3 separate regions of the Capra hircus genome follow, and all the other regions are linked to region 2. A link is a contact called in public Hi-C data. All regions are on one chromosome and are shown on one strand. The core of a region is the stretch at or near the end of the contact, and the rest is flanking DNA. Distances in the headings are between cores, read along the strand shown.

Region 1 (2,700 bases), core at 104-2,603, 180 kb before region 2:
AAAAATTGAAGTTAAAGGCCTCTTTCTTGTGGATCGTTTTCACTGAGGTGTGAACAGCAGACAGAGTCTGCCCTCATCTGGGCTGGGAAAGGGGAGGGGAGGGCACACACGGCCTCCCATCCCCTCTGTCAGCACAGCAGGACAGGGGATTCCCGTGAGTGGCTGAGATGGAGTCCGCTGGTTCCAGGTCAAGCCTTTTGTGTATTGTGTGAACAAAAAACAAACAGCAGAAGAAGATGTGGTCTCTTGACACTGCAGGAAACAGGAAAGGGTGTCCGTGGCTCAGCTCTGCCTGACCCCCGACAGTTTTGCCCCGTGGATGACCTCCTGGGAGAGGACGAGGGTCTCCAAGAAGCAAACTCAGGCTGGCTTGGGAGGAGGACTCAGAGCCCAGCTGCCTGGGAGGAGGCTGTGCTGCCCACTCTTACTGTCTGTTCTGACATCCATCTGTCTGTCCAGAGCAGAGTAGCGGAAGGACCAGAGGGAAGCTGGGAGGATGTTTAGACCAGAAGGCTCTTGCCTGGGGGAAGCAGGATCCTTTACCCCAACAGGCTTGGTAGTGGGTGGGACCCCAGTCCTTGCAAGGCCTGGGGTGAAAGGAGGGCATCTGAGAACAGTGAGGAGAAGGTTCAGCCTCGCGAGCGTCAGGTTCTCTCCCGTTTCAGCTCAAGTTTCCTCTCTCGGCTCACAGTTTCCTAGAAAAAGGACACAAATTCATCATCGCCAAGTCCCAAATCTAGTACTTCCCTCCCCTCATATCCACCGAGACCACTGCTCACACCTTCATATGCTTTGGGCATCCTGAGCAAATAGCCACACTGATATGTGGAAAGAGGAAATCTCAATTTGTATCAAAAGCCAGTTCAAGGGTTTCCTTTGTTATACAAGTGGTCTTCTGCAAAAGCAGAGTTCCATTTGCAAAGCAGGAGTTGGTGGAAGCGCGTTTGCCGTATTTTTTGACTTACAAAGTCTGGTTGATATCTGGGTTTTCAGGAAGAGGTGGAGTGGTCTGCAGTATGCTGAGCACAGTTGTGTGGACTGCGTACTGCACAAGCATGTGCTGCCAGTACAGAAGGGCGGGCACGTCACAGGCGTGTTTATGCGGCCATCCGTGCAGTTTTCAAGCAGTCGGTAATCAATTGCTCAAAAAAAATCAGCACGTTACAACAACTTTCCAGCAGGTGGCAGTCACGTTCTCAAGGAAAGGGTGCTCTTGTCTTGGTGCACAAGGCATTCTACAGGCTAGTGTTGGCCTTGACCCTGACCAGGAAGAGGCAGGTGGGGGCAGAAAGAAAGATGGGCTGACGGGCCTCAGAGGTCACCACAGCGTCCCGGCACAGGACCGGCAGTGGCTGGCCCCCAGGGACACCCTGGGGCGTTCCACACCTCAGGGCAGCTGTATTCCTGCATGCGGCTGGGATGAGGCTTGTAGGCGACCCAGACTGTCTCGGAGGTGGAGATCAGAGAGAAGTCAAGTGGGCAGGGGGCAGACCTGGATGTGAGAAGCCGAGGAAGCACATGTGAGAGGAAACGAGACCAGAAGGGGGAACTGGGAATCCTGATTTCCAAGCCCTCTTCCACTTGCTGTGTGACCCTGAGCCAGTCACTTGCCCTCTCTGGGAAACGGCAGGGAGACACCTGCAGAACTCATCTTGGAGAAATGCTGGGATGTGGGTTTGGGGTACTCATGGATAATTTTCAAATCTGACTGTGTCATTCTGTTGTTTAAATCCTCTCATGACTCCCCAGCAACACAGACGAAGTTCAGCCTCTAGCATGGCACCCAAGCCAGACTGACCTACCCTTTGCCATGTGTCCGAGTGCCTCTCCAGGCCTCTTCCTGCCCAAATGGAGGAGCTACACTAGACCCTGTGACTTCTGACTCTCACTCCAGCGCTCCTTCTACCCTGGAGGCTGGGCCCTGGCGACAGATGCAGATCTTGGCTCTGCCATCTACCAACTGTGTAACTTTGGGCTTGTCACTTAACCTGTCTGTGCCACAGTGCTTGGAATATAATAACTACTATGTAAGTTTTAGCTATTATTAAATTCACCTATTAAAATTTTTTCATTGGATTATCGTTGATTTCCAAGGTTGTATAAACTTACCTTTGAATAGGGGGAGGTTCCATAGTAACTCAAAGGAAAGGTTCTCTAATAGCGGAAATTTGGGGAGTCTGACAGACTTGGTCTGTGGTTAAGAACCTGCTTGCTTGTGCACGGGACACAGGTTTGATCCCTGGCCTGGGAAGATCCCACATCCTGCAGAGCAGCGAAGTCGGTGCACTGCAAGAACCAAGCCCAAGCTCTAGAGCTCGTGAGCCGCAACAACTGAAGTCTGAGTGCCTTGAGCCCATGCTCCACACGAGAAGCCACCACAGTGAGAAGCCCGTGCATTGCAACTAGAGAGTTCCCCCGCTTGCTGCAAGTAGAGAAAGCCCACACACAGCAACAAAGACCCAGTACAGTCAAAAATAAATAAACATTAAAAAAAAAGGATGTGAGTAACAATCAGCAAGCCGGATCTCCTCCTTTTCCACCTGCAGCCTGTAGGCAGTATTTCAGCTTCTCAATCTGTCTTTCTACTTTGAGGCCAGTTATACATCCTGAGTCAGATGACCACTGAACTTTTACTAGAGGAGAGATAAGGCCAGCAGAGGAAAGCCAGGCTGATACATCTATCTAGCCATGCTCCAGGAG
Region 2 (2,939 bases), core at 204-2,703:
AATTCCCTTGCACCTTACCTGGGAAGTAGGCGGGGTGGGTCCTGGCACATAGTTTTAATAATCAGGTGAGGAACAAGGATCCAGAGGAGCAGGGAGGAGGTTCCCTTTCTGCTGGCGCTGTTGGGTCAGCATCTTGGGGTATCTTCCGTGTGTGCGCGTGCGCATGTGCACACACACGGAGGGGCTGGTCAGGACCCTCTCTGGGGCTGCCCTCCCGTCCCTGCCTCCCCGAAGCAGCCCCCAGGCCCAGCCTACGTTCTCATGCTGCATGTGTTTCAGCAGCAGCAGCTCCCGATAAGCCCGCTTGGCAAAGATCTCGGACTGGAAGGGCCGGCTCAGCTTCTTGATGGCCACCTTTTCCCCTGACCGCTTGTCGATGGCTGAGCTGTAGGGTCAAAGGCAGGTCAGCAGGGAGCACGCCCCCCCACCCCCAGCCCCAGCCCAGGGGCAGGCAGGGCTCCAGACCCTGGGTGGCATCTGCCAGGCCATCTGGGGAGCCACGGCCATCCTCACCCCAATCCCTCTGGGCCAGCAGCCTAAGCTGGGAGGAGCTGATGCCCACCACCGGGAATGTGAGTGAGTTGCTGAAAGCACAGTGGGACTGGGGGAGCGAGGAGGGAGCAGGCAGGATCTGAGAGAGGTGCCCTGCACCAGGGTCAAACACAAGTTAATATCAACAGGATCCCAAACAACTTGGCAAGTCACTTCTTGTTTGCCCAACTGTGTACCCATGTGTATTAAATAACAATCAATCGGGATTCAGCCAGATGAACTCTGGGGTCCCTTGTAAGTCCTGGAGAAACAGATTCAGTCCTAATTCAACCCACAGAGACCCCCCAGCAAGCAGGTGAGAAAAGCGAACTGGCGCCTGGGGCGACCCCATGGCCAGCCTCCACAGCCCGAGGCTGCTACTCCACTTCGAGGTCCAGTTGCTGCCTCCTCCAGTCCCAGGGCTCAGCCTGGCAAAAGCACCCGCAAAAGTCTTCCCAACCCGCAGGACTCTGGGCCTTGGGGTCCTTGATCAAAGGTGGTGGGGGCACAGCTCCGCGCGCCCAGCAGGTGAGGGCCCCCGGATGCGGATCCGGGAAGCAGATCCGGGGTGAGGGTGGGCATTGGTCTGGCTCTGGCTCTTGCGGAGGCCCCGCCCGCGTCCCGGTGCCCGGGCGCCCACCAGCGGCCTGGCCCGGTGCCCCGGGCGCCCCCGACGCCCCCGTGTCGCGCAGGCGCGGGGGAGGGGGTGTCTCACCACACGGAGCCATAGGCCCCGCTGCCTATGTGCGTCAGGGACACGTAGGTCTTGGGCAGCTCCCAGGCGGTCTTGTTGACGTCCTGCTTGTAGAAGCCCTTTTTCCGGGTGAAGCTCATCCCGGGCACTCGGTGTCGGCGGCCCCAGCGCGGTGGCTGCGCTCGCGGCCCGCCGGGCTCCCAGCACCTGGCCCCCGCCCGCGGTGCCCGCCCAGGCCTGCCGCTCCTCCCCTGCGCGAGGGCGGGTCCCTGTCCAGGCCACGCGGCCCACCTGCCGGCGCGCCCAGGTGCGCTGCGCGGCCCCGCCCGGGCCTGCCCGGCCGCGGCTCCCGGGAGCCCCGGGCTTCCGCCAGGGTCCGAGTTCGGAACCCCGGCCACAGACCCGCGCGAAGCGGCAGGTGCGCCGCGGTGCAGGGGATGGGGTGCGGGGGGCTTCCCGCCGGGTGCTGCGGTCGGCCTGGGGGCCCATTTGCCTTAGGGGCCCCCACGGAAGGCAGAAGGCAGGAAGACAGCCTCCCAGCTGCTGCCAGCGGAGGATTCTGTAGGAAGATCTCGGAGATTTTTAAGACAATTTTGGGGGAACAAAACCCCACAAAAGCCCATAACTTGTTTGGTATGGGAAGTTTCAAACATACGAAAGTAGCCAGTGCTTCTCACATTTGAATGCGCACACGAATCCCCGGTGTATTTCCTTGATTACAGATCCTCGTTCAAGAGATCCGGGGTGGAGCCAAGATTCTGCATTTCTCCCCAGCTCCTAGGCCCAGGGATCTCTGAATCACATGTTGATAAGCAGATTCTAATGACCCTGCATAACCCCAACTTCGAACCCCACAGCTTCAACAAGTACATCAACTCTTAGTCAATTTTGTTTCCTCTACATACTTCCTCCCCCATTGTTTTGAAGCAAAACCAGGCATCCTATCATTTCATCTGAAAATATATTTTCGTATCTCTAGAAGATAAGGATTGTTTTAAAAACACAACTACAGTATCTTTTTTACACCTAGAACGAATAACAGTAATTCTGTAATATGAACCATCCGGCCTAGATACACATTTCCAGTTTTGAATGAGCTTTTGCTGGCTTCCCACTGCCCTGTGAAGGCAATGACAAGCCTTCGGCCACCTGTGTCTGGGTGGTTTGTGCATCCTGAAGAAGATTCTGGGCTCAAATTAAATCACGGAGACCTCCCACGAACAGGGTCAGCGGCAGAGAATGGCTGCAGGAGGTCCAGATGCCTGACCTGGCTCGGCTGACCCCTTGCTGGCCTGGGAATTGGGTTGTGGACCGAATGAAGATGCTGCGCTTCAAAGCCAGGGAGCTCCCCCTAGGGAGTCTTCAGAACCCAAACCCTGTGCCACAGCCCCACACAGTCCTGTGGCATCAGACCCTGGGGGGCGTGGGGGAGGGAGGTGCTGGGATCCCACAGAAATGCCCAACAGGCATTGCGGGCGGGGGATCTGTCTTACGTGCGTCGGTCACACAGTAGGCTGTGAAAAACTGTATGGAGAATGAGTGGGAGAGTCAGCCCATCAGAGGTGAAAAAAATATTTATCTGATGAACACTTAACTTATGTTTGCCGTGTACCAGTCATTATTCTAAGTGTTTTACATACCCAACTCCCTGAATCCTGGTGAGAGGCCTATGAGTCAGTAGTAACTCTACTATCTCATTTTCCAGATGAGGGAC
Region 3 (2,700 bases), core at 129-2,628, 240 kb before region 2:
CAGGCTCCTCCGCCCATGGGATTTTCCAGGCAAGAGTACTGGAGTGGGGTGCCATCACCTTCTCCGGCAAGCCATGAGGCCTGGCCAAAAAATGAAAAATGAGCAAACAGAAAACAACCAGTCACTAATTTAGTTACTCATCAGCTTGAGGTCACCTCTGTCATCTTCAATCTCCCTCTCCCCCCACGCCCACTCATCTCTGTATCCAAAATGGAACTTGAGGTTGATGTTCAGGTCAGAAAGCCCAGCCGCTGCTGATCAACAGCGTCATCAGGCAGCAGAGCTAAGGGCAGAATATTGTAATTCACTAAGTCTTTTGTGCTCTCCAGGCAGGATGATTCCATCACTGAGGCCTAGATAAAAACCCCCTTAAAACTCAATTCTGTGTTAAAGATGTGTTCTGTATAACAAAGCCATTGTTACTTTCACGAGTGGGCACTTGCAGAGAATAAGGTAAAGTGGTTATAAAATTTCTGCCAGAAGTAGCTCTGCGAAAGGCTCCATTTATGTAAAAACTCATGCCCATGCTGGAGAAGACGCCTGACTGCTACAGCATTGTCTGCGGCAAGTGGAGAAGAGAAACCTCTGGCCACCAAGTCGTCATTATCCTTTAATTTCTTAAATTTTTTCTGACCCCCAATATTATCATCATCTAAATAAAAGTTGACTCACTGGACACTTCTTAACAACAACAAAATGCCCAAGCCTTGGGGAGTGTTGCTAAAACAGAAAGGCATGTCTCTTCTGATTTTTAACATCATCACCATTTCAATAAAAGTTATCCCAGCAAACACAGCTCCAAAGAAAAGCTTACGTTTGGGGGTGGCAAGTGGGGAGAGAAGGTTGAGGTCTGGAGGTACAGTGGGGAGGAGGGCCTTCTGGTCCGAGGGGTCAGGGACAATGTGGGGTGCAGGGCAGGCTGCAGAGGCCCATCCCTGGCGAGGGCAAAGGGGTCCCTGAAGCTCGTGCTGGGGTCAGCCTGGCTCACTCAGACAGGGAAGCAGATCAGGACTGGGGGTGAGACCCTGAGAAGGTGAGGAGAGAGCCCTCTCTTTCTCATTGGTTCTGTATCTAACCAGTGAGGAACGCAAGCGGAAACTCCCAAGAGCAAAACCTGCACATAACCTATTTCATGCGGTAAGTGATGCTCTGAGGATAAAAAAACTATCTGAAGCCCATTCACAGGGAGCCTTCACCCAACAGACTTTCCTGAGAGGTGCAGTCCCAGGTCCCGTACTGGGGGCTCTGCTGCACCCCGTCGCTGGCCCCTGACAGCTAGATCCAGGCTTGGGGTGGCCCACTAAGTAAACCTGTGCTCTTTCCTCAGGAATGAAGTGAAACCAGGAGAAATCGTGAGAAGAGCAGCCGGTGCAAGATGGGGGCTCGTTCTCTGTGGTTCACCACCCAGAGCAGAGCCTGGGGCGGGAGCTGGGGGTGAGCGGAATGAGGCTCACCTCAGATGGGGCTGCACCGACCCACTGCGCTCAGACGTTTTCACTTTTGCTCACCTTAAATGAAATCTCTGTGGTTAAGGCCAATGCACGAAGCTCATCACAGCTCCTACCAGCTACTGCAGAGGCCTTTGACTGATAATAAATGATACTGTAAGATAATAGATAATATACACTTTGGTAGACAAAATCTTTCAGAACCTGATACCCATGGAGCAAAAATATAGAGGGTTTTTTTTTTTTTTTTAATGACGGGGGTGGGGTTTTATGGGTGGTTTCGTGGAGGCTCATGCAGAACTGAACTCAATTTGGGAATTTTACTTCTAGGCAAAGATAATTCAGGGTCATTCCCAAATATAAAGATGAGCAGAATGAACAAATGAGCCTCCTCCTCACCTCCCCCAACACCCCATCTCCATGCCGCCGCCCCCACTCCCACTTCCCCCAAGTAGCTTCCCAGTTTGTCATCCCGGGAATCTGGAATAAAGTTTGGGAAAGAGGTGTTCCCTTCAAATCCAGGCACGTGCTCAGAACTCCTGAGTCCTGTTAATAAGTCCTCCCTGTAACAGTGACCTCTCTGATAGATGCCTGTGCCTGGCCCAGTGCAGCCCTGCCCCCCTGCGCCCCCTCACCTTTCCGAGCTCTCACTGTGGTTCTGAAATGGTTGGAAACTGGCTTCACTGTTTAGGATTCCAGGGACACTCAGGCTGTAGGCTTCTCTCCCTGGAAGGGCCTGCAGTTTAAACCCTTGTCCACCAGGTGGCGCAAAGCCTCTTGTGTTGGTGTTTGGGTCACGAATCTGCAGAGTGTTCTGAGACAAAAGGCCTGCCTTCTCCTACCAAGATGTATGTAACTCTCCAACTCAGGTGTGCTCTGTAAGGAGACATCCAGCCCCCGCTTGAACACTTCCAGTGATGGGGCGCTCACTACCTCTCAGGGCAGAGTTAGTAGCAGGAGGGAGGGTGGAACTGCAGGCACCAGAAAGCTACCTGTTCAAGGATGTCACTTCTCCTTTCCCAGCCAGCCGGGCAATGGTGTTTGCAATTCCTAGCTTCCCAGGCTCTTTCCTGGGAATAACTTAACTCCTTTTCTTATCACCTTATCTTTGAGTAGGTCACCAACTCGCTGAGCAGAGGCCCAGATGAGACCTGTGTGGGGCACATGCCTCCCTACCTTTGACCCACACCCTCAGCCGCTGATTAGGAATCAAAAGGACTGAGCTCCCTCAGTTCCCTGGTGACTTTAGTGA

What was found. Hi-C and Micro-C count contacts between places; a contact is called where the count stands out from the background.
Region 1: a Hi-C map of blood shows a contact between it and region 2, with 3 times the contacts expected there. The contact joins the enhancer-like site here to the promoter of MAPK13 in region 2. A contact is called at or near these places in 2 of 5 Hi-C or Micro-C datasets (both in blood).
Region 3: a contact with region 2 is called in a Hi-C map of blood, with 2.2 times the contacts expected there. The contact joins the enhancer-like site here to the promoter of MAPK13 in region 2. A contact is called at or near these places in 3 of 5 Hi-C or Micro-C datasets (all in blood).

The regions. Positions count from the first base shown.
Region 1 is chr23:38,486,073-38,488,772 of ARS1.2, forward strand. PNPLA1 (patatin-like phospholipase domain-containing protein 1) reads right to left here. Exons shown (of 10, transcript XM_018039266.1): 9 at 1,387-1,492; 10 at 1-695. The coding sequence ends at 645. Among named protein-coding and RNA genes, the nearest start is that of C23H6orf222, 23 kb to the left of the region's middle. Within about 2 kb of position 1,354, at least 1 of the 5 cell types and tissues checked has an H3K27ac peak or open chromatin away from gene starts, as enhancers often do.
Region 2 is chr23:38,661,230-38,664,168 of ARS1.2, forward strand. It overlaps MAPK13 (mitogen-activated protein kinase 13), which reads right to left and starts at 1,454. Exons shown (of 12, transcript XM_018038788.1): 1 at 1,247-1,454; 2 at 256-385. The coding sequence starts at 1,365.
Region 3 is chr23:38,416,608-38,419,307 of ARS1.2, forward strand. No RefSeq gene overlaps it. Among named protein-coding and RNA genes, the nearest start is that of PXT1, 40 kb to the left of the region's middle. Within about 2 kb of position 1,379, at least 1 of the 5 cell types and tissues checked has an H3K27ac peak or open chromatin away from gene starts, as enhancers often do.